Linked DNA regions of Zea mays: region 2 is linked to region 1. The links are chromatin contacts, called in public Hi-C maps. All regions are on one chromosome and are shown on one strand. The core of a region is the stretch at or near the end of the contact, and the rest is flanking DNA. Distances in the headings are between cores, read along the strand shown. Region 1 holds the start of LOC100193911 (Golgi apparatus membrane protein-like protein ECHIDNA). Region 2 holds the start of LOC103651969 (gibberellin 2-beta-dioxygenase 2).

Region 1 (7,622 bases), core at 2,306-4,805:
AATTATATGACTGATTGATAAGCTTCAAAAATATGCATGCTTTACTTTCATCAATCATAAGTTTTTCAACAAGGTAGCATTGGATGCAATACAGGAGAATGTGCACCTTTATTGCATTTGGTGAACCCAATAATATTTGCAATGCTGAGGCTCAAGCAAACTCCAACAACGAGAAGGTAATCAGCTTGAAGTCTGATGAGCGAGAATATCCCAAGTATAATCCATGCAGCCGCCTGAAACATGGAAGGAGTGGTATTTTTCAAATACAATAAACTTACATTGCATCTCTCTATGATATACTACATATCAAGCACAAAGATAAGTATGGTGCAGTGTGGGAATACATATGAACCATAATTTTAACAACATAAAGTTTGCCATGTTTTCTTCACCTCTCCTTCCCAGTTCCCGGTTTCCTTTTTTCTTGAATACGCATGAGAACCGTATATCACTCCATTAAGAACATGGACTATACAACGCACCCAAACACACACAAATACACCCACGTGGCAGGATTTTAGTTACATTCGATTCTAAGATAAACAAAAAACGGCCTGACTAAAGACATAAGGCAACCACCTCCAAGAGATAACCCCTGCACCTGCTAAACACCAGAGGTGAGCCTCATAAAAAAAATCTGTCCGAAGACATGCTGTATACCAGCGTTGGTTCTATTGAACACGATTTTTGTGGTGTTTCCACAGCATCCAAACTTTCCAGTCAATCTATTGTGACAGAATTGTGCTCTGTTTCAATTTTGTCCTAATTCCAAATAAAAAAATGGAATTATGTGAAATTCTGTATGAAAATCATGCAGACACAGCACAGTATGATGACTCAACAGGTCCGTTTTCACTCCAAAATGGAAAATTAAAACAGACCTATGACCTGGGCACCTGACAGTGCGCTTGATCGATATTTTCCGTACTGATCATGTTAATCACCAAGCATGGTATTGAAATGATTCATAAATTCTCAAACCTAACCATAGCCAGGACTCTACTTTCAATAATGAACCATAACTGCATTTGCTAAACAAATAAAATATAAACATTGTAGGTTCAACTATTTCTTTGTCTAAGAGCATCTCCAACAATGCCTCAAATTGGTGCCTTAAATTGAAATATGAGACTCTACACAGAAAAAACTACAACAACAGTGACTCAATTCATAAATTTTGGTCAAAAAAATTATAGGGCACCCTCTCAAGTGCCTCAAATATACTACACCGTAGTGTGCTGCCCTATAATCTAGATTTGAGGCTTTACTGTTGGAACAAGATGTTTTGTTGGTGCCCTAAATTCTATAAAATATACTCATTTTTAAATTATAGGACATTTTTATAGGTCACGTTGTTGGAGATGCTTTAACTAGCAGGATATAAAAACTATAGAAATGCCCCAAACTTTCATTTCCCAGTATAATAGATCAGCATCCACATTGGCTCAGGTCTAACCCCCCCTCTTGATAGACCATGCCAGTGCAATAATACACTTGTGCTTTTGCCACAACTTGATAGAAAAGGTTTAACCAGGAGTTACTAGTTATTATGATATGAATATCTCAGTTTAATCATGGTCATGGGAACTGGATGTATGGCCCATTAGGACAACTTCTCAAAACCACAGTTTGCCATGCTACCTCATTTAATTCATGTTACATTCCATCCATTGCAATTATATATCAAGGAAACATTAATTTTCACATTTTTTCAATCTACAGTTTGTATATGAAAGAAGAGTTAAATGTACAGCTGGTTTAGCAGCATGCATGGAAAACATCCACATATTGATACTATATTAAATACTCTGCTCGTTTTTGAATGGTTATCCCACAGGATACAGGTACAGAGAAATATATTCAACTGAAGACATGTATCTAATACTATGAGTTGATCACACATCTGTGCACACCTAGATTCAGCCCCTTTTCCTGGTGAAGGGTAACTTCAGGGGTACCAACACTAAAAAAACTTGATCTGCGGGGATAAGACAGCCCCCGGGCATTATATTAAGAAGACCTCATGCAGGTCGAGAAAACCCCTGAACCCCTGCCCCACTCATACACAGCGGCACCGTAGCCCATGTGAAAAACGACCAAGACCGGGACCGGGCCTTAGACTTGTGCTTTGGCGTGGAACAGACGAGAGGATTTTTTTAACCACAGCCTGAAATTCGCTCCCATGGGGAGTCAAAGTCAGGACCTAAGGAGTGCTACTCAGACCACCTAACCAACTCAGCTAGAGACCCTTTCGCGGTATCAACACTCAAAGGAAATAAAGTTTACAATAACCACACACTTACAAAATTACAACCAACGTCTCCCAGAATTCCTATGAGCCTATGCATTCATATCCATTTTAATAACAGCAGCAAGTAAGAAATGCATGTAGTGCCTTATAGTTTATATACATGAGTAATTGTCAATACTCTCACTAACTCTATGTGGAGGAATCTTGCATGCTTCTACTGAGTTCATAGAATTCCTTGTAGGTGGGTGTTATTTTACATAGGCTCCTCATCTCATTGTTACTTCCCTAAGAAACTAACTGCATGTCGTCTGAGTATACTAGTATAGATGTACATTCAGCAATACTTCAAGCAACATGAAACTTCTAATAGTACTACTTATTATTCCTACCAGAATATATAATAATAAATAGTGGCCTCTACAGCACTTACAGCCAGATATAGAGTCCACCAGAACAGCCATGAGTCCTTCTTATTCATCCTAGCCAGGGACTGCAACAAAAGGGCTAATTGAATATTTTGTGTGCACAGCTGGACCAAAACAGGCAAAAAAGGAAAAACAAGAATGTAAATTGCCAAATTCAAACCTCTCCATCAAGGCACTCAAACTTCCAGACACTCTCTCCCTCATCGTTAATCTCATTCCACCACCGCAGCCCAACCAGTATCCTTCCGCTGACATTCTTCACGACCCAGAAGTCAAGTGCTGCGAGGAGCACAGTGATGACAAAGATGATGACGAAGTTGTTCACGAACAGTGTGGACAGTATGTAGAACGCCAATGCCGATGCCTTCAGGGAGAAACAATCAGAATCAGCTAAAACCTAACCACAGTTCTGGTGCATATAAGATCAGAAACTGTAGCCATGTGTACCTTGAAGAGAACATGGAAGAAGCATGTCTTAGGATTTGCGTAGTTCTCGGTAACCTCCTGCAACAGGGCGGATCCAGTGAAGAACAACATGGGTGTACACATTCACACACGATAATTTTTGCAACAAAACAAAAGAAATGTTATGCATGATACTACATGATATAACAGATCCGAATGTAAATAGCTTCAGTTAGGGTTTGGGCGCTCAGTTTCGCACAGAAGGAATGGAAGACAAGAGAAGAGGTATGGGGTACCTGTTGGGTGCTCATCGCCGGCGAAGGGCCCGGCGACAACCTGGCACCTGGCGGCGGGGGCGCCGGGGCGGCAGCGATCGCCCAGTCGTCGCAACGAGAAGAGAGACGCGGGGGCAACGCGAGAACCTGGCGAGCGTGGCGACTAGCGAGTAGCGAGGGAGCGTAATCGGGGAAGGCAAAGCGGAGCAAAAAATGCAAGGCCTGCAGGGAGTCCAGTCCGGCCCTGCCGTTTTGACAGGAAGTATCGGGTCGGGCCAAGAAACACTTCGACACTTTTTGGCCGGCCCGAACTCGACTGTAGCGTGGCATCAGCAAGTGCAAGTATTTTGGGCTGCCTTTAGCCCTTTACCCATCCATCCGAAGTGTTGAGTTAGTTGTTTCTCAAGTTTCAAAACAAACTATTCAGTTGACCGTGCATTGCGACGGCTCATAATAACATTTATATAACATATCCACTAAAAAGATTTCAAGGTTTTTTATTGATTGACTCTGCTCTTCGCATAATAATTTTTATGAACGCACGGTATCGGGTACCGTAATTAAGGGTACCCCCAACACTCCTAAACACGGTTGGTAACCACCATCGGCACAAACCGTAAAGGCTGATGGGCACGGTTCAGATTAAGGCTTCGTCTACTCAAGGGACGTGATTTCGCCTCGCCCGAGCCCAGCCTCGGGCGGGAACTGTAGTCCCAGACGAATTCTCGCCTCGCCCGAGGGCCTCCTCAAGCAACGGGCGCACCCTCGACTCGCCCAAACCCCAGCTCGAGCAGGCTTCGTCGAGAAGCAACTTTGGCCAAATCGCCCCTCCAACCGACCGTATCGCAGGCGCATTCAATGCGAAGATCGCCTGACACCTTATCCTGACACACGTGCCTCAGTCGGCAGGGTCGAAGTGACCGCAGTCACTTCGCCCTTCCACTGACCGACCTGACAGGAAAACAGCGTCGCCTGCCCCGCTCCGACTGTTGTGCCACCCGCCAGGGTGAGGCTGACAACAGCCAAGGCGCAACAGGAAGCTCCGTCTCGCCCGACCTTGGGCCTCGGCCTCGGACGGTGGTCTCCGCCTCGCCTGACCCTAGGGCTCGGCCTCAACCTCGACCTCGGAGGAATCGCGTCCTCGCCCGACCCCGGCCTCGGCCTCAGGAGGAGTCTCCGCCTCGCCCGACCTTGAGCTCGGACCGACCACGCTACGGGGGATACATCATTACCCTACCCCTAGCTAGCTCAGGCTACGGGGGAACAAGACCGGCGTCCCATCCAGGCTCGCCCCGGTAACAAGTAATGATGGCTCCCCGCGTGCGTCCATGACGACGGTGGTTCTCAGCCCTCTACGGAAGCAAGGAGACGTCAGCAAGATCCCAGCAGCCCTGACAGCTGTGCTTCTATAGGGCTCAAGCGCTCCTCCGACGGCCACGTTACCGCGTACACAGGGCTCTAGCACCTCTCCGACAGCCACGTTGGCATGTACACAGGGCTCAGGCACCTCTCTGTCGGACACGTTAGTGAAAGGGAAATGTGCCCTTGGGCTATTTCTAAGTATTTTGGTGATCAAGTGCCAACACAAATGGTTTAAGTATGAAACTATGCCAAATGGTGGAAGAAGTGCAAATCAACACAAAGGTATGATTCTAGACTTAGTACATTGGTTTTTGTGTACTAACATATGTGTCTAAGTGCTAGAATCAGAGAAAAGACAAAAGGAAAAAAGAGTTGGCTGTGTACAGCCAACTACTATTCAGTCTGGGTGCACCGGACTGTCCGGTGCGCCAGGCTGGCTCTGGTGAAAAGGCCGCTCTCGGGATTTCATCGGCGGCGTACGGCTAAAAATCACCGAACTGTCCGGTGAGCCAACGGTCGACTGCGCCAACGGTCGGCCGCGCAATCCGCGCGTGAGCGTAGCCGAGCCCACTGTCTGATGGGGGCACCGGACTGTCCGGTGCGCCAACGGCTCCAAATCTTCAATGGTCGGCTGCGCCAGAATAGGAAAGAAATCAGCACCGGACAGTGTCCGGTGGTGCACCGGACTGTCCGGTGCACCACCCGACACAAGGCAAGGATAGTCTTCCTGAATTGCTCTCAACGGCTCCTAGCTGCCTTGGGGCTATAAAAGGGACCCCTAGGCACATGGAGGAGTACACCAAGCATACTTTGAGCATTCTTGATCATTCACACTCCGTCTTTGCGCACTCGATTGACATTCTTAGTGATTTGAGCTCCGTTCTAGTGGTGAACTTTGTGCTATTCATTTGAGCTCAAGTCTTGGTTGTGTGTGTGCGTTTTGCTGTGGATTTGTGTGTGTTGCTTCCTTCCCTTACTCTAGTGCTTTCACTTTGATCCTTATTGTAAGGGCGAGAGACTCTAAGTTGTGGAGATTCCTCACAAATGGGAAAAGAGTAAAGAAAGAAGAACATCATGGTATTCAAGTTGATCATTGGATCACTTGAGAGGAGTTGAGTGCAACTCTCGTCCATTGGGACGCCACAACGTGGAATAGGCAAGTGTTATACTTGGCCGAACCACGGGATAAATCCTCGTGTCTCTTGTGTTTGTTCTCACTGTGTCTATTGTGTTTCACAAGAGCTCTCCTTAGCCACTTCATTTCATTGTGCTAACTCTTAATCAAGTTTTGTGTCTTTAAGTTTTAAGTTTTCACAGGATCACCTATTCACCCCCCTCTAGGTGTTCTCAATTGGTATCGGAGTCGTTCTCTTCAAGAAAGGGACTAATCGCCCGAAGAGATGGATCCTAAGGGAAAGGGGATGGTGGTCAACGACAATGAGAAAGAGTCCATCTTCAACGAGCCAAGGGACGACAAAGCCAACGACTCCGACTCGAGTCAAAATAAGAAGGATGGAAAGAAGAAGAGGCGCATTAAGAAGATTGTCTACTACGACAGCGACGAATCTTCCTCTTCTCAAAAAGACGATGAATACGAGGAGAAAAAGAAAACGGTTAACTCGAACTTTTCTTTCGATTATTCTCGTATTCCGCAAAATTCAAATGCTCATTTGCTTTCCATTCCTCTTGGTAAACCTCCACACTTTGATGGAGAGGACTACGGATTTTGGAGTCACAAAATGCGTAGCCACTTGTTCTCTCTTCATCCAAGTATATGGGAGATTGTAGAAAATGGAATGCAATTTGACAGTTCTGATAATTCTATGTTTATTAATGAACAAATCCATAAAAATGCACAAGCTACTACTGTTCTCTTAGCATCCTTGTGCAGGGAAGAATACAATAAGGTGAGCGGCTTGGATAACGCCAAGCAAATCTGGGACACCCTCAAGATCTCGCATGAGGGGAACGACGCCACCATGCTCACCAAAATGGAGTTGGTGGAAGGCGAACTAGGAAGGTTCGCGATGATCAGGGGAGAGGAGCCAACTCAAATGTACAATAGGCTCAAGACCCTGGTTAACAAGATAAGAAGCTATGGAAGCACGAGATGGACGGACCACGACGTCGTCCGACTTATGCTAAGGTCCTTCACTGTCCTTGATCCTCATCTTGTAAACTCTATTCGTGAGAATCCTAGGTACATCAAGATGATGCCCGAGGAAATACTTGGAAAGTTTGTAAGCGGGTGAATGATGATCAAGGAGGCAAGATATGTTGATGAGGCGTTGAATGGCCCAATCTACGAGCCTCAAACCGTTGCTCTCAAAGCAACAAGTAGCAGGGAGGCGCTACCTAGCAAGGTGGCGCAAGTTGAAGCGGTCGGGCTAAATGAGGACAAAATGGCCCTCATCATCAAGCGCTTCAAGACGGCGCTCAAAGGTCACAAGGAGCATCCCAACAAGAGCAAGACGAAGGGAAAGCGCTCCTGCTTCAAGTGTGGTAAGATTGGTCACTTTATTGCTAACTGTCCCGATAATGATAGTGACCAAGAACAAGGAAAGAGCGGAAAGTGGGAAAAGAAGAAGACCTACAAAAAGGCAAAGGGCGAGGCACACCTTGGAAAGGAGTGGGATTCGGATTGCTCCTCGTCCGACTCTGATAACGAAGGACTCGCCGCCTCAGCCTTCAACAAGTCAGCTCTCTTCCCCAACGAACATCACACCTGCCTCATGGCAAAGGAGAAGAAGGTAAGTACTCGAAGTACCATTACATATGCTTCTTCAAGTGATGATGAGTCTAGTGATGATGAAGTAGACTACGCTAGCTTATTCAAAGGCTTAGATAGAAACAAAATTGATAAGATCAATGAATTAATTGATGCTTTGAATGAGAAGAATAGAT
Region 2 (7,622 bases), core at 1,943-4,442, 230 kb before region 1:
GACATGACATTCTATTTATTCAATTTTGATATTTCCTTAGAGAAAACTATATGGCAATTGACTATGGATATGCATACCATATAAGCTCATTTATAAACACGTAAATGTAGTGCTAAATCAAATCTTATAGAACGAGCTAATTAACTAATTACTTCTTTATAATGGAAATCACGGGTTAGCTTTTATTTTTATTCTTACTCTCTAAAAGGGAATTATACTAGTCGTTACTAAGTTATTCTAGAAGACACATATTCTATAGTTCATTAATAAATCATTTAGACCATAGTGGGCACGTTCACAAATGTAGCATCTCAATATTAATAAATCTCTATGATTTCTTTAGTGAATAAGCAAATAGCGTATTTACACATGAACATGCTTAAATCGACTATAAAACTAAATCACACTTTTAAGAACAAAGATAATAATGTAGTTATTCATCTAATATTCTTGGTTTTGAATATGTCATCTACTTCTATTCTTTTATCCTTTCTTCGAGACGATTATAACAACTTCAACCGACATAAACATTCACATGCGATAGATAATAGAAACAATAGTTCATCACATACACTCGATATTAATCACTCAATATTCTCATGATTCCGATTTCAAAATATATACAAATTTAAACAACAAATCACTTTAGGAGATCTAAACTAAATTAAACATAGTTTTGGAAATAGAACATAAATTTTGTGTCATCTTCAACCTTGCTCCTCTTTTTCTTGCGTGGGGAGGGGTCGGCGAGCAAGGGGGCTGGTCGGTCGTAGCAGGGGGCCAGCCAGGCGGTCTTCTACTGCGGCAGCTCCGACGGCGAGCATGGCATCGGCGTGGCGAGCTCCGATGATGAGCAGGGGCGTCGGCGTGGTAAGCTCTCGCGAGAGAGAGAGAATAGGGCATGTGGTTGGGTGAGCTCGGAGGCAAGGGAACCGCCTCCATGGGGGCGCAACTAGAATTTATACGGAGGAGGGGAGTGTAGAGGTTGTCGGGGGGAGAGGGAGAGCCGGTCGACAGCCATTAATGGCGGCGGTTACCTCCTTCAATGGAGAGATGAGGAGAGTGGGAGTGAATGGAGAGGGTGTCGGTTTTGGGTGTAGGGAACCGAGTGGTCGGATGAGGAGGCGAGGGAGGGGGCGAGAAAGGGATGCGACAGGTGAGCCAGCGCGGTCGAGCATGGATGCCGATGAGGCCGGGCGGCAAGGGCACACGCGGGACGCGCGCGCGTCCGCACGGTGTGGGAAGGGGAAGGACCGCAAAGACGGACCCGCCTGTAAGGGCTGATTTGGTGATTAGGGATCCCGAGGGGATCCATGGGGAGAAATCCCCTTGCAATTCAATTTTGAATAACAAGAGGATTTTTCTCCCCATGAATCATCTCGGGATCCCCGATCACCAAATCAGACCTAAGTGAGAAAGGGAGGGGAAATGAGAGGAAGAGAGGCGCAGCTGGGCCCTTGGTGGGCCGAATTCAGCGGACGATTAGGGTTTCAATTTTTTTTCTTTTTGCTTTTCTCTTTTTTGAATAGGTTATCCATTAAAAATATAAATAATTATATTTTTAAATATTTTAAACATTATAATAAATCTAATAATAATATTTATAATTAAAATACCAAATATTTATCTTTAGACCAAAGTCTAATATATTTAAAATTTGGATTTCGCATAAACGAAGACTATAAATAAAATCTTCAACAATGATTTGCAAACAAAATTCATGCCCCATGAATGAATGAATATGAAATTAAACACTTTGTTCAAATTTTAATATACTCTCTACTAAGTTTAACAACTACTAATACATTATTTTAATTGAAGGATTTAAGGTGTTACACTCAAGAGGCTCAACGGGAAAGGCACGGGAAGAAGAGAATGAATGAGAAAGCCTTGAGAAAGGCTAAAGTTACAACCGGTATTAAAGACTTAAGGGTAGGGTGTAAACGAATCCGATACGGATGGATATTACTCCTTCTATATTTATTTTCATATTTTCTCTTTAGATTCGAAACAAATTTGGATATTATCAAGTTGTGTCGAATAAGATTTGAATGAATATCGATATTTCAAATATCCAACTTTAAGAAAACGGATATGGATAAAGAACAGATTTAATCTGAAACTGAGTACCTAGACTCGGATACAGATCGGTTCTCATCTCTCTTAGACGAATTGAAATTAAATACGAATGTATAATATCAGTACCATTTATATTCCTACTAGTAAGCTAGAACTGAAAGTTCTGGGATGGAACCAAAGTTACAAAGAGGCATTTTAGACTTTTTAGTGTCGGTTCGTACGAACAAGGCTTCAGAAGAAAAAAAAACCTTTAATATCTGTTCTTTTAAGGAACGTCTTTAATCAATGCTAATTATTTAACCGTATGTAGTAACAGGTAGGTGATGAAATGGAAATGTCGATGCACGCTACGGCGGCCAGCACATTCAGGCAAGAAGCAGACAATGTTTCTCTTTCTGGGCGGTGCACGTTCCTGATGCTCCAACGGTGAGTTTTCCGTTTTGGGCACTGGCATCATCTGCCGATACAAGACATGCATGCATGGTCGATGAACCAGGTGCTGTCAGAATGAACTTAACTAAACAAAGACGACTAAACTAATTCAGGACGGCAATGCATCGAGCTGTACTGAATGGAACGCTTTTGCACCCTCCGGGAGCATCGGATCCTCTGTGCCACACTATGCTGTGTGCTGTTCCACTGCTCAATTGGACGATGACGACGATCTAGCGCGCTCGCTGCTTTCCTCTAATCCTCTAACCATCTATAATTACTTTTTATCTTTAACTATTAAATATATTAGATGTCAAGAGCTGGTATTATTCTAACCATCTAGTATTTAAAATGCACATCACCAGGTGGGGCGGAAAGGTTGTCACCAGGCCCCTCATCAACATGACAACCACAGAAGATCTGCTCTCCCGTACCCAACACAGGCCCAGCAAATAAAATTACATCGCGGCCTGCAATTCCAAGAAAAGGGAGGGATCGGCCGCCAGCTGCTTCGTTGAATCATCCGTAGCAAATACTACTAATAACTCGAGGCCAGGACACCAGGTCAAAACCAGAACAAACTGTCAGCATTCCAAGCGGAATCTTCAACTCCACCCCCACCGTGTACCATTTATACGTGCGCTGCCCGCGGCTGCCACACCCACACCCCGACCGGCCGGCCGGCGGCATCATCATCCTCACTGCCACTCTAAAACTCTCTCTCGCGCGCGCGCGCGCTCCACAAGTACGCAACACGGTACACGTGCAATCATATTCATACCACGCAATAATCATCTAGCCATGGTAGCGCCGTCGGCGGCGGCAGGCCGGGACATGGCGCCGGAGTCTCTCCCGCTCGGCATTATCCCGACGGTGGACATGTCGGCGCCGTCGGGGCGCGGCGAGCTGGCGCGCCGGCTGGTGCGCGCCTGCGCGGAGCGCGGCTTCTTCAAGGCCGTCAACCACGGCGTGCCGCCGCGGGTGTCCGCCCGGCTGGACGCCGCCACGTCGGCGTTCTTCGCGCGCCCCGCTCCGGTGAAGCAGGCGGCCGGGCCGCCGGACCCGCTGGGGTATGGCAGCCGGAACATTGGTGCCAACGGCGACGTCGGCGAGCTGGAGTACCTCATCCTGCACGCCCAACCCGCAGCAGTGGCGCGCAAGGCCATGGTCATCGACGCGGAGGACCCTTCGCGGTTCAGGTAATATCATATCTACGATTATATTGTATATTAATTATTTTGCACATGTTCTTGTAGCCTTTGTTTAGTTTTGTTCATCTACTCTGGAAAGTTGCAAACGTCTCTATATTGTATATGATATATTATTGTTATAATCACTTAAATTATGTATCGACGCGAAAATTTATTTCTTGTGCAAGATGCATCATTAGTCGTCGTTAGTGCCATAGGTAGTATATACCAATGCGCCTGAGTCAGTTTTTTAAAATGAAGATGATGAAAGAAAGAAATCGGCGTGCCTTGTCTCTGATTCTAGCAAGTGGATAAACCTGATGCGACGCCTACTGGCCAACACTACTCGAAACGTGAATTAGGCCCGTTTGGTTTGGGATGACTAAAGTCTAGTGACTAAAATTTAGTCATTTTTAGTCCCTAAAGAAGCAAACAGGATGACTAAAGTGGGATAACTAAACTTACATTCTTTAGTCACTAAGGGGTGACTAAAAGAGACTAAAGTAGGATTTTTACCTCATTTGCTATCTTCTCTTTTTTAGTGCAACACATGTCCACTAATTAATAGGGGTAATGCAATCATTATTCACACCAATTAATGCTTTTTAGTAAGATTTAGTCACTGGAACCAAACGAGATACTTTAGTCACTAAAATTTAGTCAGGTGACTAAAGAAACCAAGCAGGGCCTTAGCCTGTGGGTGTTGAATTTTGCACTGGTAGGGAAATTTATGATTCTAGAAGTGCATGTTGGTCACCTCCAGTAGTTCCACAAAAAACTCCCTAAAGTTGATTTAGGGTGTTAGTAAACAAAAATCATGCTACAACAATTTCTTAAATGAGTTTTCTCAATATATAATAACTTCCAAGATATCTCTATTTAGTTCTCAAACCTGGTGAGTTGTTTCACACTTCTAATAGCTTGTATTGCTCATCAATCACGCCGTAAAATCATTTGTTTGCCATCGAGTTCGTAACCGCGTACAAGTGATGTACATTAAATGATTTAAGTTATAAAAATAATTAATTTACCAACGAGATAGCATAATTTAAAAATATTTAACAACCTAAGAATCCAGAACTGCTGGAGGCTAAGGTTCTTTTTGTTCCCAATATATATTTAGCAACTTACTAAAATAGAGTTTAGGGAGCATTTTTTAGAGGACTAATGGATATGCTTTAACCTTTTCCCTCTAGAACAGTGTTGTATTTCTGAATCAACGTAGTTTTCCACATTTTAACCAGTGGAAAAAAAAGTTGAAAGGACATGCTTCGTAATTACAAATATAATCAAGCGACGTCAAAGTAGACGAAAAAATGTTATGATGGCAATGTAGAGAGTTCTCTCTATATGTACTACTTCTCTCTCTTATGTTAATCAATTAATCATCACACTCTTAGGTCAGCTTGGAGAGAGAAAAGTCCTAGATCATGGGGTTCAAAAAGCTTGTGATTCTACTTCCTCTAGAACATTACTATGCTTCTAAATGTGACTAGAATATTGTTTTCTCGATCTCTTAGCCAATCCAACAAAGTTGGTAGAAGAATATGTACGCTTCCTGCTACATTCTTTCCACAAAGAATGTGATTTTCAGATTTGGTCTAATTCGATTTTTTTAAGTATGATTAAATTTGTATATAGGAAATATTAACAATATTTATTACTTTAAATAGTTATACTATGTAAATACATATTTCATGATGAATTTGGAGATAGTTGTTTGGTATGATAGCTATTAACACCTCTTGTTATTTAATTTGCTCAAACTTTAAATTCTTGTGCTTAACACAATCCTAAATTGTATATTTTATGAGATGGAAGGAATGATTAATTATAAACAGGATAGGTTGATGTTAGGGATAATATTTCTTACGGAGAACCCTATGTATTAAGCGAAAATCTTGAAAAACTATTAAAAATAAGTTTAGATGTTTTGATAGAATACAAAAAGGCATCCTCGTGTTAAAGGAGCAAGGTGGTGATGTACAAGCATATAAAATATAAGCCCAAATTCAACTTTATTGATGAGACGTGAAATTGGCAAAGAACATAGGAAAAGACAAAAACAATGTGTTTATTGTAACTTTTTGCATTTTCTTGTTTTTTTGTCTATGTTATACATAGCGAACGACGTTGAGTTAGCTTTTAAAGTTTTGTATGCTTTTACTTTTTTGTTTCGTTTTGAAATTTTTGTTACTAATGAGGTGAAGCTTTTTCTTGAAATTTGGGCCTTATTTAGGCTTTGTTTAGGAGAGCTTCACTTAAAGAATTTTAGCTTTATTTCAGCTTCTTCTATCTAAACAGGTCTAGCTCCACGAGCTCTAACTTCAAAAAACTGAAATTAAAGGCCAGTTTCATAAGTTGCTCAAAAGGTGCTTTAAAAACACTATTTTCGTACCTTCTCATGAAGTTGCACAAAAATTACCCACCATACCATTGGTTACATGACCTACGGATTCATGTCTCTTTGTCCAGCCGCTAATAATCAAGGGTAATTAAGGAAACTGAAGTCTATGTGCAAGCCAAACACTCTTGAACTCTGAGTTACCAATCTGTTAAAGTTGTTTCATGATGAATCTAAAATATCGAAGCTATAATTATTGAAATGAAGCCCTCCCAAACAGGGACTTAGTTAAATACATCATCACCTCCCTCTAAATATATAAGATTTACAAGAATTTTCGAAGCTTATAAACATTTATTTTGAAGTTCTTTTCATAAAAAATACCCTAATCCTTGGTAGCCTTAAGCTAAGTAAAATCCTAATACACAAGGTGCATGCATTGAGTGTTGAAACCAAAGGTTTCACGCATTTTATATTCTAGTGTACATATATATAACATACACAAGTGCACCTACCATTACAATTACGAAATTCGGTGTTTCTTTTATAGGACTACCTATGTTCTCGAATATTTGTCGTCTGCTAATTCATTTCTGAGCTAAATCGGGATAAATAAAAAATAACGGATGAAGTATTTATTAATGCCACAACTGTACAAAACTCTTGTTCCATTTATGCCACTGCCATACTAATTCAGTGTGCCACGTCAAATTTTCCACCGGAAACTGTACCGCAGCTGCTTGGGTAAGAAGTGGAACAGGTTTTGTACATAGCATGAGCGTACTTTATCCGTTCTAAAATAAATGCGTAGTTGAGATAAAAATTAATATTAATAAAAAACTATATATATATATATATGTTGCTAGAAAAAATATAATTATTATACGCTGAGAAGAGGTAGTGAAAATATTGTCATTTCTATAGAGATGTAGATATTTTATGATAAATTTTAAATTCAAGAGTACATTTATTCTGGCACAAAGAGGTGTAAACATTACAGAAATTGCTACAAATGTCAATCGGTAGTAAACACAGTGCGCTGGCATAGTAAAAGCATGAGAATCGGGAAGTACAGGCACGTTGTATTATGTTGTATTTTCTGTCAACAGAAAGCATGCAGATAGGTCATTTCAGGCCATCTATATCAGGACCCTGCAGACCGTACGTAGTGTCCTGGCTATTTGCGTGTGACGGGGCGTTGATAATCAAATGATGCAGGGGCGCCGTACCAACGGGTCTTTCACCATGCAGCCTTATTTAGCGCGTCCAAACCCCCTGCCGAAAAAGGTGAGACAGACCATGTTTCCAATTGCTAATAGCATGACCAATGGCGGACCCAAGACAAAATAAGAGTGGACGCATACTTGTAGGGATGGATATTAAAATACTAGAGCAGCGGCATCTATCTAAATGATGACGCTGAGCACACGACGTCATAATGAAAATTTAGACTCTACTACTTTCAAAGGAGAAATGAGCGGGGCTTAGGCCCTCACTTGAACCTATGTAGGTCCACCCCTGAGCGCAACCCTAGCATAAGAGCCTCTTTTGGGAGTACTTCATTTTAAGAAATTTCA

The links. A called contact is a pair of places that touch in the nucleus more often than the background predicts.
Region 2: a contact with region 1 is called in a Hi-C map of tassel, with 4 times the contacts expected there. The contact joins the promoter of LOC103651969 here to the promoter of LOC100193911 in region 1. A contact is called at or near these places in 3 of 25 Hi-C or Micro-C datasets (bundle sheath, ear and tassel).

Annotation. Positions count from the first base shown.
Region 1 is chr3:61,249,396-61,257,017 of Zm-B73-REFERENCE-NAM-5.0, reverse strand. LOC100193911 (Golgi apparatus membrane protein-like protein ECHIDNA) reads right to left here and starts at 3,555. Exons shown (of 6, transcript NM_001138983.1): 1 at 3,378-3,555; 2 at 3,124-3,180; 3 at 2,837-3,040; 4 at 2,682-2,741; 5 at 107-233. The coding sequence starts at 3,392.
Region 2 is chr3:61,481,302-61,488,923 of Zm-B73-REFERENCE-NAM-5.0, reverse strand. It overlaps LOC103651969 (gibberellin 2-beta-dioxygenase 2), which reads left to right and starts at 3,192. Exons shown (of 3, transcript XM_008677633.4): 1 at 3,192-3,710. The coding sequence starts at 3,313.